Linked DNA regions of Ovis aries: region 2 is linked to region 1. The links are chromatin contacts, called in public Hi-C maps. All regions are on one chromosome and are shown on one strand. Each heading gives the region's core, a stretch centred on a gene start, on an enhancer-like site or on the middle of the called end of the contact. The rest is flanking DNA. Distances are from core to core; before and after follow the strand shown.

Region 1 (5,509 bases), core at 1,435-3,934:
GACAGTGACCAGTCAAAAAATGAGAATGAAGGAACCACGTCACCTAAAGTACGCTTATTTTCAATGGCTTATACAAGTTGCAGTCATGCTGCTATATTTAAAGGCTATTTCTAGGTTTTTCTCATATAGTGTATCCATGATCCCCAGGAAGTTAGGTATGACCATCTTTCTGTTTTCAATGAGGCAACTGGCAGAACGACTTCCTCATTGTCCTGGTTTGGAGAGGAGAGGAGAGAAGAACGAGGGAGTGGGTAGAGGAATTTCTCCCTCGTTTGTACAGTATTATTTGGAATGGGTGAGACCAGACGGTTAGATGACTGTGATTCTCTGGAAGTCCGTAGAAATGGGTGATGAAACTTCAGTGGTTTCGTTAGATTGTGTAATTCACCGAGATACCTAGTGGCTATTCAGGGAACCACATGAAATGCAGGAAAAACTACTGCTGTCATCTTGCCAGGCTCATACCACACACCGAGGGATAAGGAAGTGGAGAAACATTAAAACACTGGGGCATACCCATGATTTATTCTCCAATGAAACAGGGCTAAGGAAAACAACTGTAAAACACCCACGATGCAAATTATAGGTGCCTTGGCATTTTCAAAGTGGAGGGGACTCCCAGAACCCCAGAAACTCTTAAGCCAAAATGCCACAGAAATATTTTACCATTTGACTAATATGTATTCATGCCAGGTGGCACACAGCAGCATTCCAAATGAAAAGTCTGACCTTTTAGGAAAGATAAAACAGCATCTCCCCCAACTAACATGCATAAGCAATTTGTTGCGGGAATGTTTCTTACACCAGATGTTGAGCTTACAGGCTCTCTATTTGTGCTAGAACTCTAAGGAGATGATAGCCAAACATGGTACTCACCAGCTTGCAGACCGCTCTGCAGGGCAATGATTTTCTGCTGTTGTTGATCAATTAGGTTTGTTAATGCTTTCACATGCTTCAAGGTAAGTTCAAGAACCACTGCTTTTTCCAAGTGACCCAAAGTCTGGAATAAAAAGAGCCTCCGTCAGCAGTGAGCTCAGAGAAGTCCCACCTCTGGGATACTAATTAGCCATGAGATTCATCAGTCGCCTGGGCTACACTTCATGGGGTCGCAAGAGTCAGACACCACTAAGCGACTAAACCACCACCACCGAATGTCTCTAAAGGGGGATAAAAAGGTCTGTTCCTGGTTGGCTAAATTAAGTTTTAAGTTTATAGATGATGTTTAAAAATATGTATATATGCATATATTTTTGATTAGAGGACAGCAAACAAGTGTACCCCATCTTTGGAGGCATTTTGGAAGCAGCAGCTAGCTCAGGAGAAAGCTTTGACAGATAAATTTTTCCAGCAGCCGTTGCTGACCTTAACTCAGGGGAATCCAGAGATAACATTTCTCTGCAGTGGTGTCAACCCTAGTAGAGACTTCTACTGTGTCTGGCAGCCAAGAGGCTTTCCCTAGTTTCTTTCCTGACACCCTGTCATAACTTCTAGCTCATCTACGCTTTTTTGTTCCTTCCTAAATACTATTTTCTCCTAAATACTATTTTTCTCTTCTTTCCCCAACCAAAGGTTGCCAATCTAGTAAGCTATTGACAATCGCCAAGAAAGGACAGGACGTAAAAAAAAAAAAAAAAAAGACACATCAAAACAAGTCCTCTTATTTTAAAAAGGGATGTGGGGAAGGGGGTAAAAAAAAAAAGTGGGTTGCTGGATTTGCTCAATGTGAGAAAAGGAGAACCCGGAGAATCACCTTAAACTCTAGCAAAGGAAGGCCGGCTGGTGTTGGTGCCAAGCTGGACAAGTACAAATGATTCTTATCTTATTTGCACGAGGTTGCCAGAAAATTCTGAGACTGGAGAAGGGTACCCCCAAACAGAGCCAGCCACTAGCTAGGATCCAGCCATCTGGTCTGCAGTTCCTGGCGGAGCCTGCAGGCGGCGGGTGACCCTCGCCCGCCCTCTGGGCAGAGGAGCTGGTTTGGAGAGGGGCCAGCTTCTCACTTACTGTAAGTTTGAGATGTTCGGGGAGGAGATCCTTCAGCTGGGCGATGCACTCGTTAATCCGGTCACGTCTCTTTTTCTCGATGAGCCGGTGCGGCAGTTTGTAGGTTTCCTGCAAAGCGCACGGAGAGATGGTGGGCGCGGGAGGAAGGAGGTGAGAAGCGCTTCTCCTTTCCCACCCCGCGGCAGAAGAGTCTCGGCAGTGGAGCAGAGTCACACCCAGAACCCTATCTGCCCCTTCTTCTCCAAGCCACTCAGTAGAGGCACAGGGCCCACACCTTGCATACCTCCCTCCAACGTTAAAGTGAGAAAACTTTTATTGGAAACTCAGCGCGTGCGAGGGCCTGGGGTCCACAGGGGCGCGGTGCTCTTACCTTGCTGTCCTCGCTCCGCTTTATTCCCCGCCTCGACTTGTACACTTGGTACATATGGGCAAAATCCATCCTGCAGGGAGAGGGACGAGGAAGGGTCATGACTTGCGCATCGGTTGCAGGAGCCCTGACTGGCAAGAACCCCCGGATGCACCCAGAACTACTTGGAGTTGAAAGCCGCGTAGAAGGCAGGACTGGAGTTGAGGCTTGAAGGGGCCAGGGGTGCCAACTTACCCTGGTAGGTCTCCGGGCTCCAGTCCTGGCGCTTTGGGCAGGCAAGTGGGGGGCGGTTGCGCGCTGGGGATCCGCTCCATTGCGCTGCGAGCCGGGGCCACTCTGCGCTCCTGTCTGCAGTGGCGGAGCGTCGGGTGAGGACTGTCGTGGAGGAGGTTTCGGGGGTCTCTCCGCAGGGCTTCCACTGAGTCAGAGCTCTCTGAAATCCGCTGGGCTGCGAAGAGCTGCGGCTTTGAGGTGCTGCTTCAGTTGGGGGCGTGCATGGTGTACCCGCGGCCTCTGGCTCCGGCTCTGCGCACAGACTGGCGGTGTGTGCTCCCAGTGCCGTCTGCACGGTGCGAGCCAAGTGAATGAGAAGTGGGGCGGGCGGGGAGGCGGGAGGGAGGGGGGGTGCGGTTAGGGCGGAGTGGGGGGGGGGATGGTGGGGGAGAGCCGAGGAGTAATGGAGAGGCTGCGGGCTGGGTTAAATGGGAGCGAGTGGGTGGGTTGGAGCTACGTGTTCTACCCTGTGACTCCAGGCACGTCTGGCCGCTGCCGGGGAGGGAAGGAGCGACCTGCCCGCCCTCCCCCGGCTTCATCACATGAGTCTCACGTGTTGGACAACGCTCCCGCGGCTGCGAGGGAGCCCCCACCCCCCAGCCCCGGCCCCCAGGTGTCTGCGGCTGCCTTTCCCCGAAGAGGGGGTTGGCAGGGCAGTCTGGGTCCTGCCTAGCTGGGCGAGGGGCGCGGAAGCTGGAAGGGGCTAGGGAGCCGGGGAGGTGGTGGGGGGAGGTTGGTAACGTGGGCGAACCTGCCCCAGGGAAATGAAGTAAGTTCCCGTCTCCTGGGAGGGAACGGGGGAGGACGGATCCGCCCGCGTCTGACTCAAGCCGGGAGAGGAATATCCCCTCGCTCGCTCCAGCCCAACCCTCTTCCTCCTCCTCCCCCCGCGCGCCCGCTCGGAGGAACCAGCGCGCAGCAGAGGGAGTCGCCCGGCCCCCCTGCCTTCCCCAGAGGCTGGGGTTTCTTTCCGCGCCGGCTTCCCTGCCCCCACCCCTCGGCCCCGAGTCCAGGAATCGCCCGCCGTGGGGAGGGGCCGAGGAGGGCGGGGCGGATGTCACCCCATGGGAAGCGGGCTGGCAGCCAAGCGCAGGGGCAGGCGAGGCCGCCGCGGAGCACGCTGCGCGCACCTGACCCGCTAGGCTGTGCGCCGCGGTCCCTGGCTCCTTTGGAGCTGTGCTCCCGGGGCGCAGTCTGCGTGCCGGCGGACACTCACTTGCGCACCCCCCAGGGTGCCCCAGTGCCCCCACCCCCCTCCCCGGCCCACACTTAGGCTGATCAAGCACAGAAAGAGACCGGGCGCGGTGCCCTGCGTTTCCTCCCTCCTCTGCCCCCACTGGAGCAGAGGCGCCCGGGTCCCCTCCCCTTGGGCTGCAACGTTACACAACCGCGGCAGCGGCGCTTGCCCTGCGGCAGCGCGGGGCGTGACACTTCACCTGGCCTGGGCTTGGGCCGCAGAGCTCCTGACAGAGCGCCCTTCTGCCCTGGCCGGGGACCAAGACCCCCGAGCACAGGAGCTCCCGGGGGTCGGGGTCGTCCATCTCCCCCTGCCGGGGACTTCTGCGGCGCAGTGTGCGGTCTGCAGCCGGGGCAGGATGGAAAAGAGAGACTTGGAAAAACTGCCCATCACGCTGACGTCTTAGCGTTCATTCACTCGACAAGTGTTGGTTGAGCCCCCTACCCTGTGCCCGGCGTTGTGCTTAGATACGCTGCCAGATACACTGTAGGTGAATGGAACACAGATGCTGCTCTTGAATTCACAGGAACCTCTGAGGAGGGCTTACCCTGGGAAATGAGGGGAAGGCAGTACTGGGAAAATTGTATCGGTGCTGCTGGTGAAGAGAAGGGAGAAGATAAGATAGAAAGTGTGGGCTTAAAAAAATTTTTTTGGTATTAAAAAAAATTATTTTTAAAAATTTAATGTGAACCACAATATCTGGGCAGAGGAGGAGAGGGGAGACGTTAACCCATCGCCCGGAGCCTGGGGCAGAAGGGCCTCCTCCAAGCGGCTCCAGATCTCTGCAATCTCTCTGAGGCCGCCCGAGGCCCCCACCCACTCCCCCGGAAAAGTCCGGCCTCTGTGACCTTCTAACTCTGCCTGGAGCAGGGAAAACAGCTGAAACTCCAAGCCCGCTCTGTGAGCAGCGCTGATGCTGTCAGAGGAGGGAGCCAGTGGAAATTCATGACTAAAATAAGGCCTGGCTGGGGATTTCACTGACCTCTGTGCTGCCCTGCCCTGTAAGTTCGGGGAGTTGAGAGATGACTGTGAGCCTTTCCCACCGCGCCTCGGGTCAGTCACCCCGCTGCCGAGTGACCTGGCTGTGGGAAGGATTGAAAAAAACTACAACAACAAAACGGGGTCAGTGCTGAAACCTGGTGAAGATCAGCCTCGGGTGCAGTTGAGGGGGCGGGTAGCGGTGGGCTCAGTCTTAATTGGCAGTGTCCTTGACAACCTAGAGATCTGGGATTCACACGTTGACCAAACTGGGAGTGGATTTCCTTCAGGTCGCTTTGGAGAGCTCCCACTTCCTGTTTATGTTTCACAAGCGTCAAACTCATTAGCAAGTGTGAGAAGTGCCTCCTTTTCTAAGTGCTGACTAGCCTGGCCTCGCCTGGGGGCTCAGCATCGCTCTGTCCTGGAATGTACTTTTGCTGGCTTGTGTTACCAGCCTTCTCTCTGGAGGTGATACGGCTTCCTGCCAGAAGGGGGGCAAGCAGGACCACAGGCAGGAGGGGACAGGAGTCAGTTCTGGGTTTGTGCTTTCAGTCAAGGGTGACCTGCTCCATTGTGAGAATTTAATAGGGATGAATGAAGAGTTGTCATGACTGCGTCTGAGCCACAGTTGCACCAGGAAATAAGTACTG
Region 2 (5,509 bases), core at 2,008-4,507, 130 kb after region 1:
AGAATTTTGTTGTTTTCTGTCAAACCTCAACATGCATCAGCCATACGTATACATATATCCTCTCCCATTTGAAACTCCCTCCCATCTCCCTCTCCATCCCACTCCTCTAGATGTCACAGAGCCCCTGTTTGATTTTCCCGCATCATACAGCAAATTCCCATTGGCTGTTTTACATATGGCAATGTAAGTTTCCATGCTACTGAGTAACTTTAAAGGCAACTTGGACCTTGAAATGAAAGTGTTGAAAAAGCCAAGTCTGGAGAAAGGTGAAATCACAATTATCCATCAAAGGCCACAGGAGCTATAATTTCAAATTTTGTTTCAGTTGTACCAGCTTTGTGTTCACACCCAAACTCCACTGGTAGAATCTGCTGCATGTGGGGTGGAGAAGAATTCCGTTTATTTTCTGCTGAAGCTGGTGAACCGAATGAAGATCTGTATCTTAAGTGACAGGAATCAAATGAAACAGGACAAACCTGTAAAGGCCCCACCTGAACATGTCAAAGCAGACTTGGCAGTGAGTGAGGTGGGAGACAAACCACACACACCGCCTCGCCGGGCTGGGCAGCTCGGGAGAGCAAAGGGAAAGACGAGGGGAGCAAGTCTTCGTGGGCTGGGGCTCATGTGGCAGGGTTTGGCATGGAGGGCTGGTGGTTTGTTCATAGATACAAGTACGTATCTATCTTGGATTGGTTTTATTATGGAAAAATTCTATGGAGATATGCTGTATTGACTGGAGAATGATTCACTTGTTTTTAAAGTTACCAAATTTATAACGCAGAAGCATTGGTTCTGAAACTAGTCATTTAAGTGGAGTTCAATCCCAACCTAGTTTCTGACATTGGATGGTAATTATTCTTATTTGGCAAAGCACAGAGAAAATCAACGTTACAAGAGCAACCAGGGCAGGCAGTGCTCTAAGGAGGGCACAGCTTTCCCTGCCTTTGGATAGATGAGTTAGATTTGTCAAACATTTCCAGCTGGCATGAAGGCCTCTGACCATCGAAGGAAAGTCGACTTCACCACTCGGTGCTTCTTTGCATTGCAGATGACAAGTTCCAGGTCCCCCAGGGAAAGTGCAGGAGCGAGAGCCTGAACCGGCATTCTGGACTCGACCGTGTGTGCCCACGTTACCCCGACAGTCTGCTTGGCAGTCACCCATCGAGAAGAACCACTGGCCACTGGACTAAACCCTCCCCTGTATTTTGTTCAGGAGCTCTCAGAGTTCTCATTCCTCAGGTAAGCACTTTCAGAATCAACCTGGTAAGTAAACCATTTATACTTTTAAGTTGGTCCTAAAGAAAATGTATAACTGGAACAGCTGTGATGACGGAAAGAAACGTCTAAATGAAAGCCATCACTCAGTCACAGTATTTTATTCTGCATCATTTATTAAATATTTTTATATATGCATTTACAAACTTTACTCATTTCAGAACTCTGCTTTCAATACATTTTTAAACTTTTTTTGGTAGAGTCTCTTGTAAAATGAGATCCATGTACAAAACTAGGCAACAGATATAAAAGTTTCCTCTCATACTTTTCATCCATCAAGCAAAGAAATCATGTGACAAAGAAAAAAACTCAAATGTGGCTCGTTCACAAGAATAACATGTCAGTGTTCAAACTATGAGTTCTAATGGGATAGATCATATTTCATCTCTATCTGGATGGCTATAGTTTAATACGTCTTAGCTACTGTAGCATGTTGGTTCCGATGGAAAAAATCAACTCTGTTTGGACTAGATCTAGAGACCATCAATTATCCATTTCTTTATAAAGTGACATCAAAATTCACCTTGGAGATGACATTGATGGGCTAGCATAATGCATTTACCCCAAACGTGAGCTTAGAAATTTCCCTTTAAAAAATTCACTAACTTGGCAAACTAAAGTCTGAGCCTCTAATTTACCGCTCTTACTTAAAAGACATAGATAGTTTAAATGATCAATTCAGAAGCCTAAAAGTATCTTTGAAACTAAAGTTGCTTTTCTTAAAATGAATGCTGACCTGACAGTTCCGAGTCTCGGAGCACTGTCACTAGGAGACAGAGGCACTGGTGCCACTAGCAACGAGAAGTACTATCACCACAGGGTAATTATAAGGTACAAAACGCCTGGGGGCCTGAAACTCACTAGTAATATGATTTTGGCAGCAGCATCATTTAACCATTTGTTACATACTATTAACACACCAGCTTCAAAGATGTGCACTCCCCTTAGGATACACAGGAGTTATAGATTTATGGTGATTGCATAATTGGTATTGCACAGTTTTATAAAAAACATAAATACTGGTTATTCTAGATTTAAATACAAAATACATGTCATATACTTTTAAATCTATCATGTGGTTCAAGTGCAAGTCAGGTGCTTTCTTTAGTCCTTCCCAAAAAGGCATTTTAAATACTTTTTTTGGCACAAATGAAATTTCACCCTGCCAACAATTCTAATTACAATACATATATCCAAACCTGGAGAGTAGCAATCATATACATACAGTATAAAACTGAGTATTTACAAATATACTAAGCATAAATGTAACCTCTCTGGGTGAATCAGAACTAATTAGCCAGACCCACACTAAAAATAATTTAAAAAGGTAAATACGACGCCTTTAGTTCATTTGCTTATGCTGGTTGCTGTGGGTTGACATTCATGTGAGGAGGATGTCCTAGAAGACCAATTCTTTGTTTCTGCTTCCTTTGTTCTGTCATCTGGAAAGTTAAAAAGTTTCATCATTAGACCCAGACACTTCCTGTACGTCAAATCGTATACTCAACCATAGACTTACCTCTGTGGTTATGGTTTATACTGAAACCCACTTTCTACAAATAGCATACCAATTAGTATATCAAACACACAACTTCAAAAAGGACATCTACCTGAGCAGAATGGGGAATTCTGTGCCCTAGTCATGCAATGTGACATTCAGAAATTCTGCTTGCTACTTGTTTCATAAAGGAACAAAAAGCAGTTAAAGCACAAGATTCTTGTTTCCCAAATCTATGTCCAAATAATAGCTTTGTACAAGAGTTGCAACACACTAAACACTCAAACTGTCTAATGTGTTTAGAACTCTAAGTTTGAGAGAGATTAAGTCCATTGTCTTCCGGGTGTCTCGGTTATTCTCCAGGTGTTCTTGGATAGTTTTGAGAGAGAGAAAAAACAATCACACAGCATTTCTAGGGAGATGAGAATGTCCTTAGCAGCTCAGGTCCAGGGTGACTGAATGACATAAATCATGGCCTGGCACTCAGTGGTGACCAGTCCTCACCCCTCTACACACACTAAGGTCAGGAAAGAACGCTTCTTAAGGCTGCTCAAATGAAACTGTGTTTTCAAAACTGCAAACAGGAAGTTAGGACCTTTTATTTGGCTGCTGAACTAAACCAGTTCTCATATTGACAGGTATCTAGCTCAGTTCTGCCTATTTCAGGGCATAATTAACTCCCTGCATTTCCATTTTTCTTAACCCAGTTATCCCAACTCTGGATTTGATGCTGGGCATTTAGGTCAGTTAAGGTAAAAAAGCTATATGAAATATCTGATAAAATTGTTATCTCTATCTAAGTGGGCTTAGATCCTGCTTCTACATTTTTGGCTTCCTAAAGTCAGAGAGGAATTAGGGTTTAGTAGTATTAATATAAAGAATGTGGGCACTGGAATCAGACCTATTTCCATAAGGTTTTATGTTGTAACTTTTCAAAGTCTGTTTCTTCATTCACATAATGAGGGTAATAATTCTGACCTCGTAGAGAGGATGTATGTAAATTTTCTAATAGTGTCTGTCACTTTGTAGATGCTTAAATCTCAGTTTTCACCTGGACTAATTTTTGGTACAAAATACCCCAAGAGAAAGTAAAACGAGAATAAGTTACCTCAGTTCAATTTAAAGTAGTTATTTTGCCTTATTTGAAACAGCAGTTTTCCTTTCATATCAAAATACTATGTTGAGACTTTTATGAAATGCCTTCAGTTGTATTTTAGGAGAGAAGATTTACAAGGAGTATTTCCAAAAGGTAACTCTTTACAAAGCCCCTTATGAAGAGTTGAACTAGGGGTATTCTGCTAGCCTCGAAAGTCTCCTTAGATGAGCAACAAATCTTCACAGGAGGTGTCACAATCCTCTACTATACTTCACAGATTCAGCTGCAGGAGAACCTCCTGTGACTCATGGAATAAACTGACAACTAGATGGTGATGCAGTCGGTCATGTCACTGACTGATACTTCACATACTCAGCCCAGACTCTCACCCCCAAACTAGTCCCTTGGCAGGTAGCCTTGAGAAGGACTCCAATAGAACTCACTACATTTAAGAAACTCCGCATTCTCAATGATTTAGGAATCTTGGTGGGCTCAGCTTGTACTGATGGGTACTCATAGCTTCCATTTAAAGATGCTGAGATTTTTCCATGGTTGAAGTTGGCCACTGAAGTTTTTCCTGAAAGTCTTCTATAAATTTCTACTTACATTTGAGATGATCTTCTCTGTATGTTGTGTAGCCTCATGCCTGTGTGTCCAATCAGCTTCCTGTGAATTTCCAATCTATTGGCTATTCAGTCATTCTCTTGAAAGCTTCTAAATCTGCGTTTGTTATAGCAAATGAGCCAACCAATGGCACATCTTCCCTCCCTCTTCTATAGGTAGCACGTGATACCTCAGTGGTGGTCCGACTCTAATTCTCCAGGTTTGTCTTCCTAAAATAACGATCACATCACCATCCCTCAGTCCCTGATCTTGAAGCTCCCTACTGAGGTGAGCAGCCAAAATCTTTGTTCAAGCAGAGGTTGTGCCTGGTAGTTTTAAGAACCTAGCACATACTTCCCTGGGGCTTCTTCCTTGGTGGTTCAGACAGTAAAGAATTTGCCTGCAATGCAGGAGACCGAGGTTCCATCCCTGGGTCGGAAAGATCCCCTGGAGAAGGAAATGGCAACCCACTCCAGTACCCTTGCCTGGAGAATTCCATGCGCAGAGGAGCCTGACGGGCTACAGTCCGGGGGATGGCAAAGAGTCAGACATGACGGGGCGACTAACACTTTCACTTTCAGCACATACTTAATTTTGTTTCCTATTTCCCTAGAATAATAGTTCTTAAACTTTGGCATGTGCCAGAAGCACCTCGAAGGCTTGTTACAACACAGATCAAAGGGCCCACAGAGTTTCCATCGAGGAGGCTCAGGGTAAGGTTGGTGAATCTGCATTGCTAACAGGTTCCAAGGTAGTGTTAATGCTGTGAATCTAGATCCACACTGCTGCTCTAGAAGAGCATTTCTCTGTCTCAGAAATAGGCCAAGATCCTTAGAAAAAATTACATTTTCATATACTTGAATATTTTAAAAGTACTTTGGGTACATTTTCTCAGGAATGATTCTCTGCAGTTGAGTACATGGTCGGCACACAAATCTGACTGCCTGAATTCCGTTTCGATCAACCATGGCCTTGTAGACAGAATGGCTGTCATCTAAGTGAGTAATCAATGTTAAAGTACCAGGGGCAGCTGCTTA

The links. Hi-C and Micro-C count contacts between places; a contact is called where the count stands out from the background.
Region 2: a Hi-C map of blood shows a contact between it and region 1, with 2.0 times the contacts expected there. The contact joins the enhancer-like site here to the promoter of BHLHE40 in region 1.

What each region holds. Positions count from the first base shown.
Region 1 is chr19:21,381,517-21,387,025 of ARS-UI_Ramb_v3.0, forward strand. It overlaps BHLHE40 (basic helix-loop-helix family member e40), which reads right to left and starts at 2,685. Exons shown (of 5, transcript NM_001129741.1): 1 at 2,606-2,685; 2 at 2,375-2,444; 3 at 2,005-2,112; 4 at 877-1,000. The coding sequence starts at 2,685. It overlaps LOC105603426 (a long non-coding RNA gene), which reads left to right and starts at 2,039. Exons shown (of 7, transcript XR_006057022.2): 1 at 2,039-2,609.
Region 2 is chr19:21,510,279-21,515,787 of ARS-UI_Ramb_v3.0, forward strand. ITPR1 (inositol 1,4,5-trisphosphate receptor type 1) reads right to left here. Exons shown (of 57, transcript XM_060402187.1): 57 at 1,374-2,717. The coding sequence ends at 2,631. LOC105603426 (a long non-coding RNA gene) reads left to right here. Exons shown (of 7, transcript XR_006057022.2): 2 at 1,049-1,239. Among named protein-coding and RNA genes, the nearest start is that of BHLHE40, 130 kb to the left of the region's middle. Within about 2 kb of position 3,258, at least 10 of the 54 cell types and tissues checked have an H3K27ac peak or open chromatin away from gene starts, as enhancers often do.